Regions from separate parts of the Zea mays genome. Here region 1 is linked to region 2. The links are chromatin contacts, called in public Hi-C maps. All regions are on one chromosome and are shown on one strand. Each heading gives the region's core, a stretch centred on a gene start, on an enhancer-like site or on the middle of the called end of the contact. The rest is flanking DNA. Distances are from core to core; before and after follow the strand shown. Region 1 has its middle 64 kb from the start of LOC103631839. Region 2 holds the start of LOC100193894.

The links. Hi-C and Micro-C count contacts between places; a contact is called where the count stands out from the background.
Region 1: a Hi-C map of root tip shows a contact between it and region 2, with 4 times the contacts expected there. The contact joins the enhancer-like site here to the promoter of LOC100193894 in region 2. A contact is called at or near these places in 4 of 25 Hi-C or Micro-C datasets (bundle sheath, leaf, root tip and 1 more).

Annotation. Positions count from the first base shown.
Region 1 is chr1:19,668,778-19,672,894 of Zm-B73-REFERENCE-NAM-5.0, reverse strand. No RefSeq gene overlaps it. Among protein-coding and RNA genes, the nearest start is that of LOC103631839, 64 kb to the left of the region's middle. Within about 2 kb of position 1,789, at least 3 of the 20 cell types and tissues checked have an H3K27ac peak or open chromatin away from gene starts, as enhancers often do. A contact at or near this core is called in root tip, where this site is marked.
Region 2 is chr1:19,539,933-19,543,939 of Zm-B73-REFERENCE-NAM-5.0, reverse strand. LOC100193894 reads left to right here and starts at 2,124. Exons shown (of 10, transcript NM_001138969.1): 1 at 2,124-2,201; 2 at 2,441-2,577; 3 at 2,704-2,750. The coding sequence starts at 2,165.

The sequences.
Region 1 (4,117 bases), core at 540-3,039, 130 kb before region 2:
ATCTCGGCTCCGGTACTGGCATTACCTGATTTTTCTCTCCCATTTTGCATTTACACCGATGCTTGCAAAACAGGCATTGGAGCAGTCCTTATGCAGAATGGCCATCCACTTGCATTTTTGAGCAAAGCACTGGCGCTAAAAACCAGGGATTATCTACATATGAGAAAGAGTATCTAGCGATATTCATGGTTGTTACCCAGTGGAGAGTTTATTTGCAGTTGGCTGAGTTTCACATTTACACAGATCATCAAAATCTCACACAGCTGAACGAGCAACATCTCCATACGGTATGGCAACATAAATTATACACCAAACTTGCAGGGCTGTAGTACCATATTATCTATAAAAAGGGCACAGATAATCTGGCAGCCAACGCATTATCCAAAGTACCAGCTTCAGCACAGCTCAGTAATATTTCTCAGTGCACTCCTACTTGGCTGCAGGAGGTACTCTAGGGATATCAGAATGATGAGCAAGCACAGCAACTGCTAACTCAGCTGGCTGTAACACCAACCTGTCCCACTTCGTCGTTCTCTCTCTCACAAGGAATCATCCGTTATAAGGGCCAAGTGTGGCTGGGAAACAATAGTGTTGTGCAATCCAAGGTTATTTCAGCAATGCACGATTCAGCGCTTGGTGGACATTCGGGTTTTCCGGTAACATATCGTTGCATTAAACAACTGTTTTACTGGAAGGGCATGAAACATGACATTCACCAGTACGTCCAATCTTGCAGCACCTGTCAACAGGCCAAACCGGATAGATCTCACTACCTAGGACTGTTGGCACCTCTTCCCATTCCGCCTCATGTGTGGCATTCTATTTCTATGGACTTTATAGAAGGACTTCCCAAGTCTGGATTGATGGACTGCATTCTCGTGGTCGTGGATCGTTTCTCCAAGTATAGTCACTTTCTCGCTCTGTCACATCCTTTTTCAGCAACCAAGGTGGCCAAATTATTTCTGGACCATATATACAAGTTGCATGGAATGCCCGACAACATTGTATCCGATCGCGATCGAGTATTCACCAGTACATTTTGGCAGCAATTATTCCATCTCACGGGGGCTCAGTTGTGCATGAGTTCAGCGTATCACCCCTAATCTGACGGTCAGACGGAACGGGTAAATCAATGCATCGAGACATATATTTGCGATGTTTTGTGCACGCGTGTCCAAACAAATGGTTTCAGTGGCTTCCGGTGGCAGAATTCTGGTACAACACTAACTTTCATTCCGCCATAGCCAGATCACCTTTCGAAGTGTTATATGGACATACACCTAGGCATTTTGGACTCCAGATCGGTTTAGCAGTTGCAACTCCTGATTTGGCGACATGGCTCCAAGAGAGGGAAATGGTGTCCAATCTGGTGAAACAACATTTGTACAGAGCACAAGCACGAATGAAGAAGCAAGCCGACAAGCACAGATCAGAAAGGGAGTTCTAGGTGGGAGATCAAGTTTATCTTAAACTGCAGCCATATGTTCAATCATCTGTGACTACCAGAGCAAATCAGAAGTTGGCCTTCAGGTTTTTTGGACCATACATAGTGCTTCAACGTGTCAGCCCCGTGGCATACAAATTACAGCTGCCAGCATCCTCCCAGATCCACCCACTATTCCATGTGTCCCAGCTTAAGGCTGCCCTCGGCCGTCAGCAAGTGGCCGTCCAGAATCTACAATCGACAACAGATTCAATGCAGGTGCCCATGCAGATCCTGCAGCGCCGGATGATTCAACGTGGAGGACTGACGGTGGCGCAAGTGAAAGTCACCTGGTCCGACCTGGATCCGGCTCTGGCCACCTGGGAGGACACAACCGCATTGAAGGAGCGTTTCCCGTGCGCGCCGGCTTGGGGACAAGCAGCGCCTCAAGGGAGGGGGAATGTCAAACCAGCACTTCAAGAGGAGGCAGCAGGTCGGGAAGAGAAGCAAGCCAAGCAAGCATCGATGTCAACCACGCAGGAACATGGAGAAGACGACGGCCAGGCGCGACCCCGTCATGAAAGGCGAGAAAACACCCGTGTCATTGGGCCCGATTGGGTCATGTAATTCGTGCTGGGCCAAGCCTGTTTGTAAGCCTTAAAAGGTAATCGTGACAACATAACCGGATATCAAAGAATTAAGAGAATAGAACACTACGGTCGCGGTAGCCGTCGCCGTTCCTATCTTCTTCTTCCAGTGATTCCCCTATCTACTTCTCCGCTCCCTTCACCTGCTGCTAACACCATCCTTGTGCCTGCCGGTGTTGTAGGAGCTCCTGTTCGGCGAGGGCTTCATGCGGTCGGCCCTGGGCAATCTAATACCGACATGCCGATCCTCGCGGAGAAATGCACGACGAGACGAACGACGACCTGGAGCTGGACTGGTGGTTACGCACCAAGGGGTTGTTTACTTGCAACCGCTTAGACCTTGCTCGGCACTTTGGCATTTTTCCATATGTTAGTTTTTCTTTCTACATAGATTGGATGAGTCCAAGCCTTTCACCCAATTCTTTGTGAAACTAAATCCCAAAAGCTAACCAACCGATGTTTGTTCGTTTATTTCATATGAATTATACCCAAAACCCAAACAACTATGTCTATTCGTTTATTCCATGTGGATTAAATCCCAAATTTAAATACCAACAAAAGCCAATAAAATCAATAAAATTGAAGTATACAACATGTCATCTCTCCAGAAATTTAAGCATAGAATATGCCATTTCTCCAGAAATTTAAGCATGACATACAATTCTCCATACATATATTTTTGTTCAAAAATTTAAGTATATAATAGACTGAGTATGAGATATATTTTGTCCAGAAATTTAAGCATGTCATACAAGTCTTGCAACAACATTCCTTCAGGTTCTATTACATGTTAAGTCCAAACATAAAGAAATGCAACATATATATAGCTCATATTGGCACATGCAGACTCAGACCGCTGTGCAGGGCTCTGTTTCCATATGACCAGTATTCCCCGTCTGCAAAGTTTAATTAAGGAATCAAAAGCATAAATCACACACATAAAGAATTGAAATTTAAAATGGACGCTTATTAACAGCAGCAACAACAAAAACTCACCAACTGCAGGGAACCAAGTACAACTACTCCTAGCCATGGGATTACAACGTCTCTCTCAAACAATACAAATACAATGCCCCCAATGTATTCATTCCCTATGTTTAGCATTTTAGGTACTAAAAAGAACTAAAATGAATTGACTAAAAATTAGTTCCTAAAAATCAAACACCCCTAAACTGATACTTTATATTAGTAAATATTATATATGTTCTATGATTTAAAACGATGACTTTAGCCTATTTGGTGCAATTTCCATACGTCCTATACATGCTATGTAAACTGTGGATGGTTTGGAAAACGACAAGTGAGGTACTTCTTCTATTCTAAATTACAAGTAATTTTATTTTTTAGGTACAAAGTTTTTCTATGACTTTAGATATAGTGTGTAGCTAGGTATATAAAAGCTTTGTACTTAGAAAAGAAAATGATTTATGACTTAGAAGGGATATAGTACTTTATGGGCAAAGTGTAATCTTATTCAAAATATTTTGAGGAAATATCAAAAATATTTTTTAGGAAAAATGCTGGTCAAGCTATGTTTAAATACTCAAAACTATTTTACATAAAAAATGTATATGTGTTTTTGCTTCAATCTCTTTGGACATTCTGGTTTCTATATATATAAGTTTTGTCGTTTGTGGTGGACAAGCTATGGGCACTTGGTAATAGTGCAGCTTGAGTTTTGTCTCAACTCTCAGGGCTGGTTTGGTGAGGGGATCCATGTGGAGGAAACAGATGGGGAGGAAACCGTTCCCTCCCCATGGATCCCCTCCAACTCCCTGGTCACTAAATCAGCCCTCAATGGGGCATTTTCCTTCCTTCACATGACATGGCTCAAGCAACACCAAGCGGTGGTGCGTCTAGGTGCTAGAAAGTTGACTTCTTGATCTTGGGTGGTGAGGGAAGTTGGGCGAGGTCACCTTCTTTTTTGGTGGGTTGGAGCAACGACCCATGCAGACCTTGTTCGATTGTTCCTATGTCACATGGATTGGATGAGATTGCAAAAGATTAGTAGAGATTTTGACTTGCTATAGATTTAAACCCACCAAAT
Region 2 (4,007 bases), core at 875-3,374:
TCATATGTTTGTACTAAGTTGTAACGGTGGTGGTTCACGGTGTTAAAAACGCCTTCATTATCCATTTCAATCACTGCTACCAAACAACAGATGGGGACGAACCTATCCCCACAACCAAACATTAGAACCGAAGTCTCATCCAAAAAATAATAACAAAGTCGTCCCATCCCACGTTATCCTAAACCAAACACACTCCTAAACCAAACACACGCTTAAATTTAGGCAACGCTCCCCTTTGTATGGTCCACAAGGTAAAATGGCGTTCTCTGTGGTGCATTTTATGAACGTTAAGTATCAATCTTTGCGACATGGAGTTCTCAATATCCATAGATTCACTCATGCAATATTACAGTTTGTTGTGACACTACTGACTGCTGTATAAGATAATAATAGATAGATATCTCTTATCCCCAAATAAATCTAATTGATTAAATAGATAGATACCTCTTGTCCCTAATAAAAAAGTATTCTATCCGTTCTCGAATATTTATCGTGCACTAGTTTGTTTTTAAACTAAAACGCGATAAATAAAAAACAGAGAGAGTATTTCTTTTAAATTTAACTATATATATAACAATATTTATGGTGTCAAATAAGTGACATTAAATCTTTAAAATATACATATACGGTGTTATAATTGTCGTCATTTTTATTAAATTATGTCAAACTGTGGAGTGTATGCCTAAATGCAGAGTTAGAGATTTAGGTGAGGGTTTTATTACCCACCTCCTAAACTTTATTTTAATTTCTAAAACACGAAACGGAGTGATTAAAATAAGTCTTGCAAATAGGATTTCTAGGGACTAAAGTTTAGTTCCTAAAGTTTAAGAAGATGACTAAAAGAACAAAACACCATTAGAGCCTTAGAGCATCTCCACGGGACTCTCTATTTTTTACTCTCTATTTATCTCTCCATAAAGATTAAAGTCTATATATAGCATATCAATCCAACACTCTTCGATATGCAAGTTAGTTTGGTTAGCCCGTGTGATTAGCCATGTTTGGCTAAGATCGTCTCCAACAGTTCACCCATATGATCACACAAAACACTATTTTAGATTGTTTTTGTGTTGTAGACTGCATTGTTCAAATAATGGATTTTGAATATAGAGATGAGAATGGGTAAGCTCAGGGCCGGCTCATGGTTTTGAAAGGCCCTAGGCCAATCTTCGTATCACTAAAAATATACTTGAATAAAAAAAATATAAGAGCTAGTTTGACAATCTCATTTTTTCAAAAGATTTCTATTTTTTCATGGAAAATTAATTTATTTTTCCTCGGAAAAATAGGAATTAGAGTTGCTAAACTAGCCCTAAAAGTAATAAATATAATAATATAATCATTGTGAATACCTCAAACCGGTAAAAAATACACCTCATTTAATACTACATAATGTCTCTAAAACAACTAATTGAGGCTATATGGTCAATAAAATCTGATATGCAATACAAACATTTAGGTAATAATATGCAATTACAATGAACCGAAGAATCTCCTATGCTGACGTCAATTCATTTGATGAAGTTACTTGCAATTTCTCTTGTAATATCAATGGTATGAGAAAAGCTTTCATCTCTATATATTAATATATATTATATATAAATTTTTTAGGCCTCTTGATTTGAGAGGCCCTATGTGGTCGCCCCTCTCCCGTATCGCTAGAGTAGCCTAAAAATGATTAATTTGGAGAGTCAGATAGCTTGACTAGTTAGATGACTAATCTGTTAAAAATTATTTTATGATTAAATAACTAAAATTTAGCTTAACAAGTTATTTAGCTAGTCTCTTCTGTGCTCTTAGAGTTGTACGATTTTTTAAGTCCATTGTACTTTGCAATAACAGAGATAGGCAAGGACGGGCTATAAATAAAATTCTAGAAGGAGCTGCAGGGGAGTCAACGACGGCAAGCTGAAAGCATCTTCCCTTCAAGGACGCCTAATCGCGGAGCGGCGGATCAACCCAAATGGCTCCTCCTACGGAAAACACCGCTGTCAAGGAAGAAGAAAAAGATGAAAGAAAGGGAACGGGAGACGAGACTTGTAACTGTAGAGGACGAAGCCCTTAGCTCTGGGCATTATATATACATATCCACTCCTGCTCTGGTCTCTCGCAACCACCGTGCGCGCATCAACTCGGCACAACCGGTGAGTCTTCTGCATCTTCGATGGAGAACCAGGGACCCAAACCCATCCGATGCAAAGGTGCGCAGCTGGATCAGCTATGGAGCTCTGCTCTGCCGCACCAGTTTCGATTTCGCTGCCTCGTCTTTCTCCCATCGTTAGGACACTATAAATTTAATAATCGAATCGGATTAGAATCAAGCTTCATTTTCTATTCAATTTTAAAGTAAAATCAATTAAAGGCTCTAATTTGCTGTATCCCTACCCGTCTCGTCGGACTTAGTCCCAGCTAATCGGCTTCCCTTTCCGGCGACGCGCAGCGGCCGTGTGCAGGGCCGCCGGCGAGCCGCTGGCCATCGAGGAGGTCGTCGTTGACACGCCCAAGGCGCACGAGGTCAGGATACGGATCATCTGCACGTCGCTCTGCCACAGCGACGTCACGTTCTGGCGCATGAAGGTTTGGCTTCTTCTTCTTTGTCGTCCGTTCCTGCAATTGCCGGCCTTCCACCTTCTGGCCCTCGTCGCCGGAGCGTACACCGCCTCGCAAGCGTGCTATACTTCCTTTGTTTGTGTGGTTTTGCAGGATCTCCCTGACAATATCCCCAGAATATTTGGCCACGAAGCCTTCGGGTGAGTGCTCGCTAGTCGCTACACAGTTCCTTCAGCACATTTTGTTCTATTGTTCACTCAATTTTAATAGCATTCGTCGAAAAGAGATTGCATATATATAATAAAAAATCTCAGAAAAATATAGATAGAAAAATATAGATGTACTTTCTTATGTACTCTATTAATATATTAATGTTACGATCCGCGGAATAGTTTGGATGATCCACGATCAAATTAGCTTGGACGAGAGTATTTATCACGTGCAGGTAATACTAACCTATCTGCAGGAATCTATTAGATCTCGTCTAAAAACAGGTTCAGACCTCCCCTATAAATATAAACTGGTACGTCCGATTGAGAGCACTGAACACAATCTAATTAAACAAATTCATTTACCTTATTTATCATTCATGTCTTATGAGTAGGTGTAGTGTAACTTTAGTTGTACTTTCCACGTATCAATCTTCACCTCGATTCGACTCTATGTCGTCTAGAGACATCTTGGATGACCTGTTGACCCCAAGATTCACTAGGATCTTTCCCTGACGATGCTCCTCTCGAGGCGAGATCCAGGTTCTGTAGGAGGCTCTCTTCGTCATCATGGACGGTTCGTTGCCTACTCGTGAAAGGCCCGGTGACCTACCGCAAACCGTCCAGCACCTCGCAGAGCCGAACCCACGGTCATGCACATCACGTGAAGGTTAGTGTTCGTTGCTATTGGTCCTAAGAAGGTGCCAACATAAAGGTGGAGTCCAAAACTGCATTGCAGGTAGTGTTATTTGTCTTGTGACCAACCATGGACTGTATGGTGATCTATCATGGATGGTTTGTTGCCTCGCAGAGAGGACCCCAAGGTCTTGTTCCCCGTGAGTGGGATCTATGGATCATTAGTGCTTGGTTCAAAAAGGTGGCAACACACTTTTTGTGTGGCTCCACTAGCGACGAAAAGATCAAATCTATCATATCAGATATATTAGATTAGATCTATTAGGTTAGATCTATTAGATCGACCATGGTGATCGATCCCAAAGATCGCAACGACGTTTCTATAGACAGCGACACAAGCTGACTACTTTGTCAACCGCTGAGCGGATGGAATTTGAAGACTACATGAAGAAGTGGGACAAGGAGTTCAAGCAACAACAAGCTAAGGAGCGCGAGAAGATGGAGAGTTGGTACCTCTCGCACTTTAGGATAGATCACCACCAGAAGGTCCAAGAGAGGGAAGTTAAGCTCGCTTCCCTGATGGCCCTGCTGCAGCCTGCAGCAGCCCTCAAC